Regions from separate parts of the Mus musculus genome. Here region 2 is linked to region 1. Evidence: chromatin contacts called from public promoter capture Hi-C data. All regions are on one chromosome and are shown on one strand. Each heading gives the region's core, a stretch centred on a gene start, on an enhancer-like site or on the middle of the called end of the contact. The rest is flanking DNA. Distances are from core to core; before and after follow the strand shown.

Region 1 (5,274 bases), core at 1,298-3,797:
AGCCAAGGACACTCATCCTCACCTCTCAGACAGAGCTAAGACACTTCAGGCAATGTGCCGTTTCCCCGGGTGGATAGAAAGGCAGGAAGACACTGAAGCAAGAATCCAGGCCATAAGTCAGTCCCCCTCCATCTAATCCTGCTGACCCAGAGGCATCCTTTATCCGAGCAAACAGGCGTAGCCAGGCTTGGCCACACCCAGCAAGCTCCAGACTGGAAGATGGAGTTCTGTGTTCCCTCCCTTGCCTCCCTCCAGTACCAAGAGCCAAGGCATCTCACCAGATCCAGGTCGAACCGAATAAACTCCAACCCAGACACCAAGGTCAGGAAGAGAGTCAGGTGATCGTGGCTGCAGACCAGGGCGTTCCTGCCAGACAGAAAAAAACAACCCGGAGACTTCTGAGGCTGGTCACCAGCATGGCTCACCCACACCAGAAAGCCCACGGTGTTGAAGTTGGACACATGACAGTCCACCCCTGGATGGCACCCAGCTCATTCAGGCATGCCCCACTCCTCTCCCTCTCTCCTGTTCTCTCACTGGCTGTGAGGTCTCCAGAGATGGGCCTGGAGCAAAAGGCTTACCAGACTCTCGGTGGCTGCTATAAACACCCTGTCCCTGAAGTGTCCCCAGCAAAGGGGTAGGCAAGCATTGGGTGTGTGGTGAGTCTGAGGCCAAGGCAGACTCTTCAGAGCCCGGCTGGGATGCTGGAGGAGGCCTCAGACTGCCAGCAAGATGTCACATGCTCTACAGTCACAGCCCTCAGTAGGTGACACTGAGCTAGGCCTCTGTCTCCGTGTGACAGGAGGCTTTGGGCCGAGGCTTAGGGAGCTGGGGACCGGGCGGTTCAGACACTTACCTGACATAGTACTTCTGTAGCAGGCCCAGGTTCTCCTGGAACAGACGCAGGTAGCTCTCCAAGGAATTCTCATTGAGGGCCAGGTAGAGCCAGGCTCGGCCTGCAGAGAAGCCAGGAGTGACTCAGCTGCTGGGCAGTTCTGAGAAAGTCAAGGATGCTGCCCTGATCCTGCAGGCTAACATGGTTTCTGACCTGGGACTCCAAAGGTTTCCTTGTGTACCAAGTTCCCCTTCACTTCCTCAGTGACCCGCCCACAAACTGTCACATGCAGGGGAGAAAAAAATGAGGCTCTGCGGAAGGCGTGGGAATGTCAGCCCCCACTGCCACTGGACACTACAAGACAGACAGACAGCTGCCTCAGGCCGACCCTGGCAGGACCAGAGCTCCCCACAGGGGAGCGGTTCTACTCACTTCGCCCCAGGTTGGTGGCTACATGCTGTAGCACCTCAATTTGCCTGATGGCCTCTCTGCGGGTAAAATGGACCACGAGCACCCAGTAGCCAGAGGACAAGTCTTGCAACCTGTGAGGATGGGACAGCAGTGCTGGGCTGAGGCGGGCTGTCTCAGGCAACCAGGTGCCTCACTGTGGCCTGCCTGAGTGAGACAAGCCTCCCTGTGCCCGGCCCCCACAGCACGAGGAGGGGACTGAACTCACCCGTACAGCAGGGCGTGGTCCAGGTGCTCACACAGGCGCTGCAGGACCTTGTCGTGGTTCCGGATGGCAGGGGTCTCGTCCTCACATGCTGCAAAGTAGCTCTGCAGCTGAAAGGAAGACGACAGTGCTGACGAGGAGCGGCTCTGGGTATATGGCGTCCTGGGATGGCCCGTCGAGTCTGCCCTGATCTTGCCCAGGAGGTTTCCGAGGGCAAAGGCTCTCAGGAGGACTTTGTGTAGATAGCCTTGTGAGGGATGGCCAGCTCACAGTGTGTTGGGCACTATGCTTTGGGGCAGGGGGATAGGCTGTGCTTGCAGCCTGGGCATCATACACAGTGGTATCTGTTATCAGACATAGACACACACACACACACACACACACACACACACACACACACAGAGAAAGAGAGAGAGAGAGAGAGAGAGAGAGAGAGAGAGAGAGAGAGAGAGAGAGCCTGTTGGTAATATCTGAAGGCATTTAAAAAAGATTCCCAAACACTTTAAAAAATATCAAAAAAAATATATCATTTATTTAATGTGTAGGCCCTGCTTGGAGCTGCCCTCTGTACACACCAAAGTCTGAGAGGCTGGGTCACCTGCTTTGATGGCTTTCCTGCCAGAGGCTGACATGGACATTAGATGTACCCGAGGAAAATGGCCACATCTAGGTGTGTGCCAGATTTGTGTCAAGCCCCGTGCCAAGAAGGACTCTGTTCCCAGAGCTGGACAGGGGGACAGAGAGAGGGTGGGAGGGAGGGAAAAAGAGAGCCAGGGAGAATGAGAGAAAGAAGGGGAAGAGAGGAAGTCTGAGATCTCAGAGGACTCTGAGCTCTGAAGCACCCCCAGCCCACCAGGATGATAGAGGCCAGGAGCCTGAGATCTATGCAGCCAGAGCAGAGCCCTCTCCTGTCACCTTCCCAGTGGCCCAGATGGAAAATGCAAGAAAAGAGCAGAGATCCCCATACACTGGGGGTGGGTTTAAGCTCCTGGGACCACTCCGCTCTCAAGTGTTTTCTGGAAGCAGCTGCAGTGGCAGATCAGTCACACCAAGAGGCACATGCTCTTGGAGGGAGGCCAACCATTGAACTCCCACAACAAAAATAGCCTCTTCTCTATGACCCGGAACAAGCCCAGCAGCCAGGCTGACTGGGACTGAATTCTCGTTCCGGGTCCATGCTAGGCAAGACACAGCCACTCGAGAGGCTCTGTCGCTGGCTATCCCACCCCTGCAGACCTTTGTCTTCTGTGCTTAGGTCTTTGAGCGTGAAGTTAAGGGTCACCTGTACTACTTCTGGATGGGTGACCCATTTTTTTTCATATTTATTAATGACTTAGCCTCTTTCCATCTGAGCCACAAGCCTTTTCTAGATTATTCTGTGTTGTTGGTCTGCTGTCTATTTCCAAATCAGTCCCCATTTGATTGCCTCCACTTTCCTCAGCCCTTGGACACCGGCAGAAGTTCACTTAGCCCCCACCCTGCTATTCTTTTACAAAACTGTTATTCCAGCCAAAATTTACGTTATACTTATAGGGGGCACATGTGCACATATGGAGGTCAGAGGACAACCTGCTGGTTCTCTCCTTTTATCTTATGGATGCAATCGGGGATCGAACTCAGGTCATCGGGTTTGGTGGCAAGCCCCTCTGCGTGCTCAGCCACTTTACTCACCCCAAGCCATTCTCTCACCATCAAAGTTCATCACCATTCCATTTTGGGTTTTTTTGAAAATTTGTTTTATGTGTACGGGTGTTTTACCTGCATGTACGTTGTGAGCTGCCATGTGGGGGCTGGGGATGCAACCCTGGTCCTCTGGAAGAGCAGCCAATGCTGAGCTATCTCTCCAGCCCCATCTCGGATTTATAATAGAATTATGCTGAACCCAGAGACCAGTCACATGGAGAGTTGATGGTGTTTCACAGTATCCAGTCTGGCCCAGGAACACAGGCCCCATCCCCATTTGCTCAGTCTTCCTTGGGCCCCGTGGGAAATCTGACAGATGTCTTTAGATATGTCCTACACATATTTACACTTTGCAAATATGCAAACATTGCAAAAATACAGGGTTGCAAATCTATACATGATTTCATGACTCAGAACAATCTACAACACAAAACCATTTTTTTTTTTTAAGATTTATTTATTATATATAAGTACACTGTAGCTGTCTTCAGACACTCCAGAAGATGGCATCAGATCTTGTTACAGATGGTTGTGAGCCACCATGTGGTTGCTGGGATTTGAACTCTGGACCTTTGGAAGAGCAGTCGGGTGCTCTTACCCACTGAGCCATCTCACCAGCCCACAAAACCATTTTTTAGGAAAAAAAAAAAAAAAAAAAAAAGCACACACCACGGCTCAGCATCAAAGAGGCTTGCTGCCAAGGCTGACGACCTGAGTTCAAGCCTCCATACCCACAGGGTAGCTGGAGAGAACTGACTCTCCTAAGTTGTTCTTTGAGCTCTAGACATGTGCCACAACACATATGTAACCCCCCCATACACATACAAAATAAAAACATATAATTAAAACACTGCAGGGATGCATACGGCAATGGCACAGGGGGCGGAGGCAGGAAACGGGAGCTAAGCCTGGCACTGCCACACAGTGGCACACCTCAGAGAGTTACTTGACTCCCTGGCTCATTTTTTCTCCCCTTTAAAATGACTTAAAGGGGAAGTCGGGTGCTGGTGGCCCACACCTTTAATCCCAGAACTCAGGAGACAGAGGTAGGTGGATCTGTGAGTTCGAGGCCAGCCTGGTCTACAGAGTGAGTTCCAGAACAACTAAAGAAATCATGTCTGCAAACAAACTCATCCCTGGGAGAAAAGAAAAATAGTTAAAGGGATTTTTTTTTTTTTTTTTTTTTTTAGAGCTGAGCAGTCCAGTCTGGTGTCTGCTGCCCTAAAGTGACTATTTGAAGTTAACTTAAGGGCTGGAGATAGGGCTGAAGTGGGGGAGAACTTACCCAGTGTGTGTGCGCGCATGCACACACACACACACACACACACACACACACACACACACGGCCCCAATCCCCAGTACCATACACAATATACACTTTAAAAACAAAATGACACTTGGGAGGCAGAGCCAGGCAGTTCGAGGCCAGCCTGGTCTACAAAGTGAGTTCCAGGACAGCTGGGTCTACACAGAGAAACCCTGTCTCGAAAAAACCAAAAAAAAAAAAAAGAAGAAATTTAAACTAACTCAAATGAAACAAACTATCCACTCTAGCAGCACTAGCCGCCTGGGGCTAGCAGTTCTGTGCTGGTCAGTGTGGACACAAGGCACTGCCATCACGGCAGGCTGTCCTGTTGGATGCTCCTGGTTTAGGGGATCGGGTAATAAATAGCATCCAGGAGGCTCAGCATAGCAAACAGCGTTAGCTGAGATGATGAAGCACAACAAACCTCCATTTTCAATCGTACCAGTGGGGTAGCCTCTAGCTCACATACCCTTCAGTGCAAAGACGGTGAACTCCGCTCTCAGTAGTGATCATGTTATTTAGCAGTGGTTCCTACTCTTCCCTTTTTTAAAAAACAAAATTATGTCTTGTGCATGTGTCCTAGTTTCATTTCTGTTATTGTGATAAAGTACCCTGACGAAAGTCAACTTAGGAAGAAGGGTTTGTTCTTGCTCACAATCCCAGGTCACAGACCATCAAAACAACAAACCAAACCAACCAAAACAACAGGAATCTGGGCCATCACATCCAGAGTCAGCAGCGGACTGAAACGAATATCTGTCTTAATGTGTCCTTAGC
Region 2 (4,798 bases), core at 16-2,515, 450 kb after region 1:
GATGTCTGTGAAGTGCAGACAACAATGCTGGATCATGGCAGGCTGCTTCCTTCCTTCCTTCCTCCCTTCCTCCCTTCCTCCCTTCCTCCCTTCCTCCCTTCCTCCCTTTCTCCCTTTCTCTCTTTCTCTCTTCCTTTCTTCCTTTCTTCCTTTCTTCCTTTCTTCCTTTCTTCCTTTCTTCCTTTCGTTTTAAGATTTATTTTATGTATATGAGCACACTGTAGCTGTCTTCAGATCACACCAGAAGAGGGCATCGGATTCCATTACAGATGGTTGTGAGCTGTGGTTGCTGGGAATTGACCTCAGGACCTCTGGAAGAGCAGTCAGTGCTCTTAACCACTGAGCCACCTCTCCAGTCCCAGGCTGCTTTCTAAACACAAGCTTTTATTGTGGACTCCAGAGAAAAGCTCCCAACATGACTACAGATGCCCTCAGTCAGGGTGAGGTGGAGAGATCACCCATGCTCAGAAGTGTGGATAGCCAATCTCAGAACTCCTGTGGCTTGAAGGCCAAGGTCAGAGTGCTGGACGACAAATCCAGCTGACCCTGGAGAACCACGACGGAGGTCTGTGGGATTCACCACAGAAGGCTGCAAAGCCAGAGGTCCTGGCACTCAGAAACAGTTTGGAGGTGGCCCGAACTAAAAGCAGCTGTGGCTGGTGTCCTGGTTTCCCAGGACCTAGCTCCTGAGAAGGGGAAGCAGTGGCCAGATACGCTGAGTAAGTGACCCTGTGGCTTCAGGCTACAGGCTGTGGGAAGTGCTGCCCAATTCTGTGGAAATCCCCGGAAGCTGGCAGCTGCATCTCTACCCGCTCTCCTTTGGTTTCTCTGGCTGACTCAGGCATGTTTGTTTATTTAATGGGAGAAGGGTGCCAAGTGTTCCCACCAGATGTGTTCTGGAGATTGAGCTCAAGTCCCGGCTTTGGTGGCCAGCCTCCCTGGATGACTCCTCCCACCCCATCATGATTCTACTAGAACAGAATGGGGCTTGGACTTCTGTGAACTTCTACATTTGGGGACTGCCTTACTAAAGATGAGTGTCTGGCTTTCTGTCCAGGAAACGAAAGACGCTTCTTCACCAAAAGCCACCCTTGGGGGCTGCTGAAAGAGGCAAGATGTTCAAGGGGCCCAGCCTTGGTGAACTTGGCCAGGCTGGAGTTCTGGAGGCTGTGGGGGGTGGGGATGGGGTCTCTGGTGTCCGGGCTTGGGGAAAAGGTGGAATGAACACTTCCTGAGTTAAACCCAACACTTCAGGACTGATAAGAGACATGTCCCGCCATCTAGTGGCCCACGCTGGGATTGAAAGCCGTCATATCTCAGGAAAGTTATCTCAGGGCAGCTGCCAAGCCAAACTCTTGGCTGTGTCCTTGAGTCACCCACCCAGTTCCGATTGTATGGGGAACAGCGGCCTGCAGCTACGCATTCTAGATCCTTATGGAGATCCTAGACCTTGCTTCTGGATTCTATCCTGAAATAGAGGTACCTCGGAGGGGACGGCAAGGAGACACAGAGTGGCTGACCACTGCTAAACATCTGGCTGTTGACTTTGGAGTCACAAGGTAATAGGGATGGGCATCTGGAACAGCAAGTTTTGTCAATGTTTCTGTGAAAGAGACAACCTTCAGAGTTTTCTCGTCCCCTGCTCCCATGTCACTCCACAATGCAGATGCAGCTGTTGCCATGCATCAAAGACTGAGGGTGTGCATGTGTGTGCATGTGTGTGCATGCGTGTGTGGAGATAACTGCTTGGTAGGGATTGAAGGAAGGGGTGGGAATCACTTTTTGTGGGTTCAAACTCAGACAATGGGTGACTGAACTGGGACTTCGCTATCAAGCGACTGAAATCCAACCTGAGTTGTATTACGGAATGAACCATATCCCCTGATAATCTAGATGTTGGCATCCTCCACCCCGGTACCTAAGGCTGTGATGGGATTTGGAGAGTAAGTGAAAGTTGGGGGGGGGTTGCTAGTACAATGTGACTGGTGTGTCTATAAACAGACATTGTGATTTTATGTGTGAATATAGAAGCTTAGTCATGAAGAACACAGGGATGCTGTGCCCAAACACTGGCCGAGGAGAGAGGCCTCAGAAGGAGTCAGCCTTGGTCTATGGACGTAGCTTCCCTCCTGATAGTTCTACTGAAGCTTAAGATGGTCACACTGGCTAAGACAGGCTAAGGTGTCCAATCCTCCAGGTGTGAGGTCAGTGCTTGCTGGGTTGTGCAGCATTCAAGAGGCATGAAACTAGGGAACAGCCCCCCCCTCAGTTTCCATGGGTGGGGTGAGTGTCTGGGACCATGTGTGGGGTGGGTAACTGGGACCATGGATGTGGGTGGGTGACTGGGACCATGGATGTGGGTGGGTGACTGGGACCATGGATGTGGGTGAGTGACTGGGACCATGGATGCAGGTGAGTGACTGGGACTATGGGTGGAGTGAGTGTCTGAGACCATGTGTGGGGTGGGTATCTGGGACCATGGATGCAGGTGAGTGACTTGGGACCATGGATACAGGTGGGTAACTGGGACCATGGATGCAGGTGAGTGACTGGGACCATGGATGTGGGTGAGTGACTGGGACCATGGATGCAGGTGAGTGACTGGGACCGTGGATTCAGGTGAGTGACTTGCGACCATGGATACAGGTGAGTGACTGGGACTATGGGTGGGGTGGGTGACTGGCATGGGTGGTGTGGGTGTCTGGGATTATGGGTGCAGGTGAGTGACTTGGGACCATGGATACAGGTGGGTGACATGGGTGGGGTGGGTGAATGGGACCATGGGTGGGGTGGGTGACTGGGACCATGGATGGACTGGGTGTCTGGGACCCACTGTGGTTACTCAGCAATGAGAATGAAGCCTTAACAGAAGCAGTAATTCGCAGTAGCCTTCAGGCATCTTTCCGTCTGCTTTACCTCACCTCTGGATGACTTCCGCCTGTTAGTCCTACCTGCAGTGCAAATAGAACTTAGTATCACACTGTTTGGGGAGTCAGGTTAAGACAATGGCCTGCATGTTTGTTACAGACATAATGTTTTTCTAGATATTTCTGTCGAGGTTGGTTGAGTTCTCCAACGGTAACCTGCAGATGTGGAAACTGGCTGTTCCATGGAACCATGGGATATTCTGATGTGGTGGACAGGCCTCTGTCTCGACCGAAGATCCCTTTCCCTCCAGGGAAGATAGCCAGGCCCCAGAGAAAAGGAGCCTTGTGATATCCAGACAGGAGGTTAGCCTAGCAGTTCACAGAGGATAAAACTGAGGATATGCGGACACTAATTCAAAGACTCAGGGTGACCCTTGATGACAGTTGCATAGTTGAGCCATACTGATGTCTTAGGCCAGAACTTGTTTCACCAGTTTGACTCTCTAGCTCCCCTCCACGCCCCAGATTTCTCCAGAGGTGGTCAGATGTCTACTCTACCTGAGTTCCAGCTGTCTGAGAGAGGTCTGCTTCTCTCATCTGCACAGTTGCCCCCTTTGGTAGGGATTGTTCTTCTCATAGGACAGCTGGGGAAACTGAGGCATAGGTGGTTTATGTAATCCTCTCGGGACCTTCCCTAATTAAAGGAGCTAGGACCTTTGTGTGGGTGGGTTCTTTTCCAGGTCTGAGCTCTACCCACCCACAGGGCCATGGAGCCCCAGCCCAGGCCACCTGGCCACACAGATGTTTATAGTACCGTACCCCAGAGCAGAAGAAATTTCCTCATTGACAAATCTGAAGGCTGGGCTCCCCTCCCCCTTCTACCTATGTTCTCAACCTGTGGGTCACAACCCTTTTCGTGGGGTGTTGAGTGACCCTTTCACATGGCGTCACCTAAGACCATCGGAAAACACAAATATTTATATTATGACTCATGACAGGAGCCACATTATAGTTACAAAGTAGCAACAAAGATAATTTTATGGTTGGGGGTCACCACAGCATGAGGAATTGAGTTAAAGGGTCACAGCATTAGGAGGGTTGAGAACCAGTGACCTAGAAGATTGCTCTGTGAGTGACAGGCTTAGAGGGCAAAGACAACCTGTCAGCCCATCAGGAGTGCCCAACACAGAACAACATATTAAATGGCCTGGTTCAGTAAGAACTCACAAACACCAACCTCACACCATATATTCAGCAAGCCCATCTCATATTAAAACTGAACAAAAACATGCCATGTGGGGTGGCACACATGTGTAATCCCAGCACATGAGAGGCAGAGATAAGATTACTGTCGATTTAGAGGCTAGCCTGGGCTACAGAATGAATCCCATCTCAGCCTGAGCTAGACCAAGACCCTGACTCAAAAAGCAAGCAAACAAATAAAAACCGAGTAGAGGGTAAATAGGATGTTTGGGATACTTTCCCAGGGCCACCAGGCCCTCAGCAGCAGAGGCTGGTGGTAGCAGGTAAGCCTTGTGACTGGGCTGTCTTCCTGTATCAGTTTTTCATCAGCCTGCTAAAGATCTACTTCAGAGGGTACATACTACCTGATCTTAGTCTCAAGCCAGAGCCTCTTGCCTGGGAGATGTAGACAGGATGAGCTTGGCTGGTGGCTTCTGTCAGGGCCACTAAGGCACCTGAGTAGAACCCACAGGCCAGCCCCATCTATGATGACAAGGGCTTAGCTGAGAAGGTCACTCTGCCACGACCTTAGCAGGCATGATATGCTTGGATCCAACGCCTGGAAGCTTGTGCTGACTCTCAGCTGTACCCCAGATGACTCTGTTCAGCTCAGCAGAGTGCACAGGGAAGATGGGGAAGAGCTGTACGGGTCTCCTGGGATTGCAGACACCTCCAGGGGAAGTATGAGA

Evidence for each region. Capture Hi-C pulls out chosen DNA fragments and counts their contacts.
Region 2: a contact with region 1 is called in a promoter capture Hi-C map of adipose tissue. The contact joins two enhancer-like sites. A contact is called at or near these places in 2 of 9 other capture datasets (adipose tissue and liver).

What each region holds. Positions count from the first base shown.
Region 1 is chr4:141,641,139-141,646,412 of GRCm38.p6, forward strand. Plekhm2 (pleckstrin homology domain containing, family M (with RUN domain) member 2) reads right to left here. Exons shown (of 20, transcript NM_001033150.2): 2 at 1,512-1,618; 3 at 1,268-1,377; 4 at 857-956; 5 at 279-366. Among named protein-coding and RNA genes, the nearest start is that of Slc25a34, 20 kb to the left of the region's middle. Within about 2 kb of position 2,548, at least 91 of the 459 cell types and tissues checked have an H3K27ac peak or open chromatin away from gene starts, as enhancers often do. A contact at or near this core is called in adipose tissue, where this site is marked.
Region 2 is chr4:142,097,241-142,102,038 of GRCm38.p6, forward strand. No RefSeq gene overlaps it. Among named protein-coding and RNA genes, the nearest start is that of Tmem51, 15 kb to the left of the region's middle. Within about 2 kb of position 1,266, at least 145 of the 459 cell types and tissues checked have an H3K27ac peak or open chromatin away from gene starts, as enhancers often do. A contact at or near this core is called in adipose tissue, where this site is marked.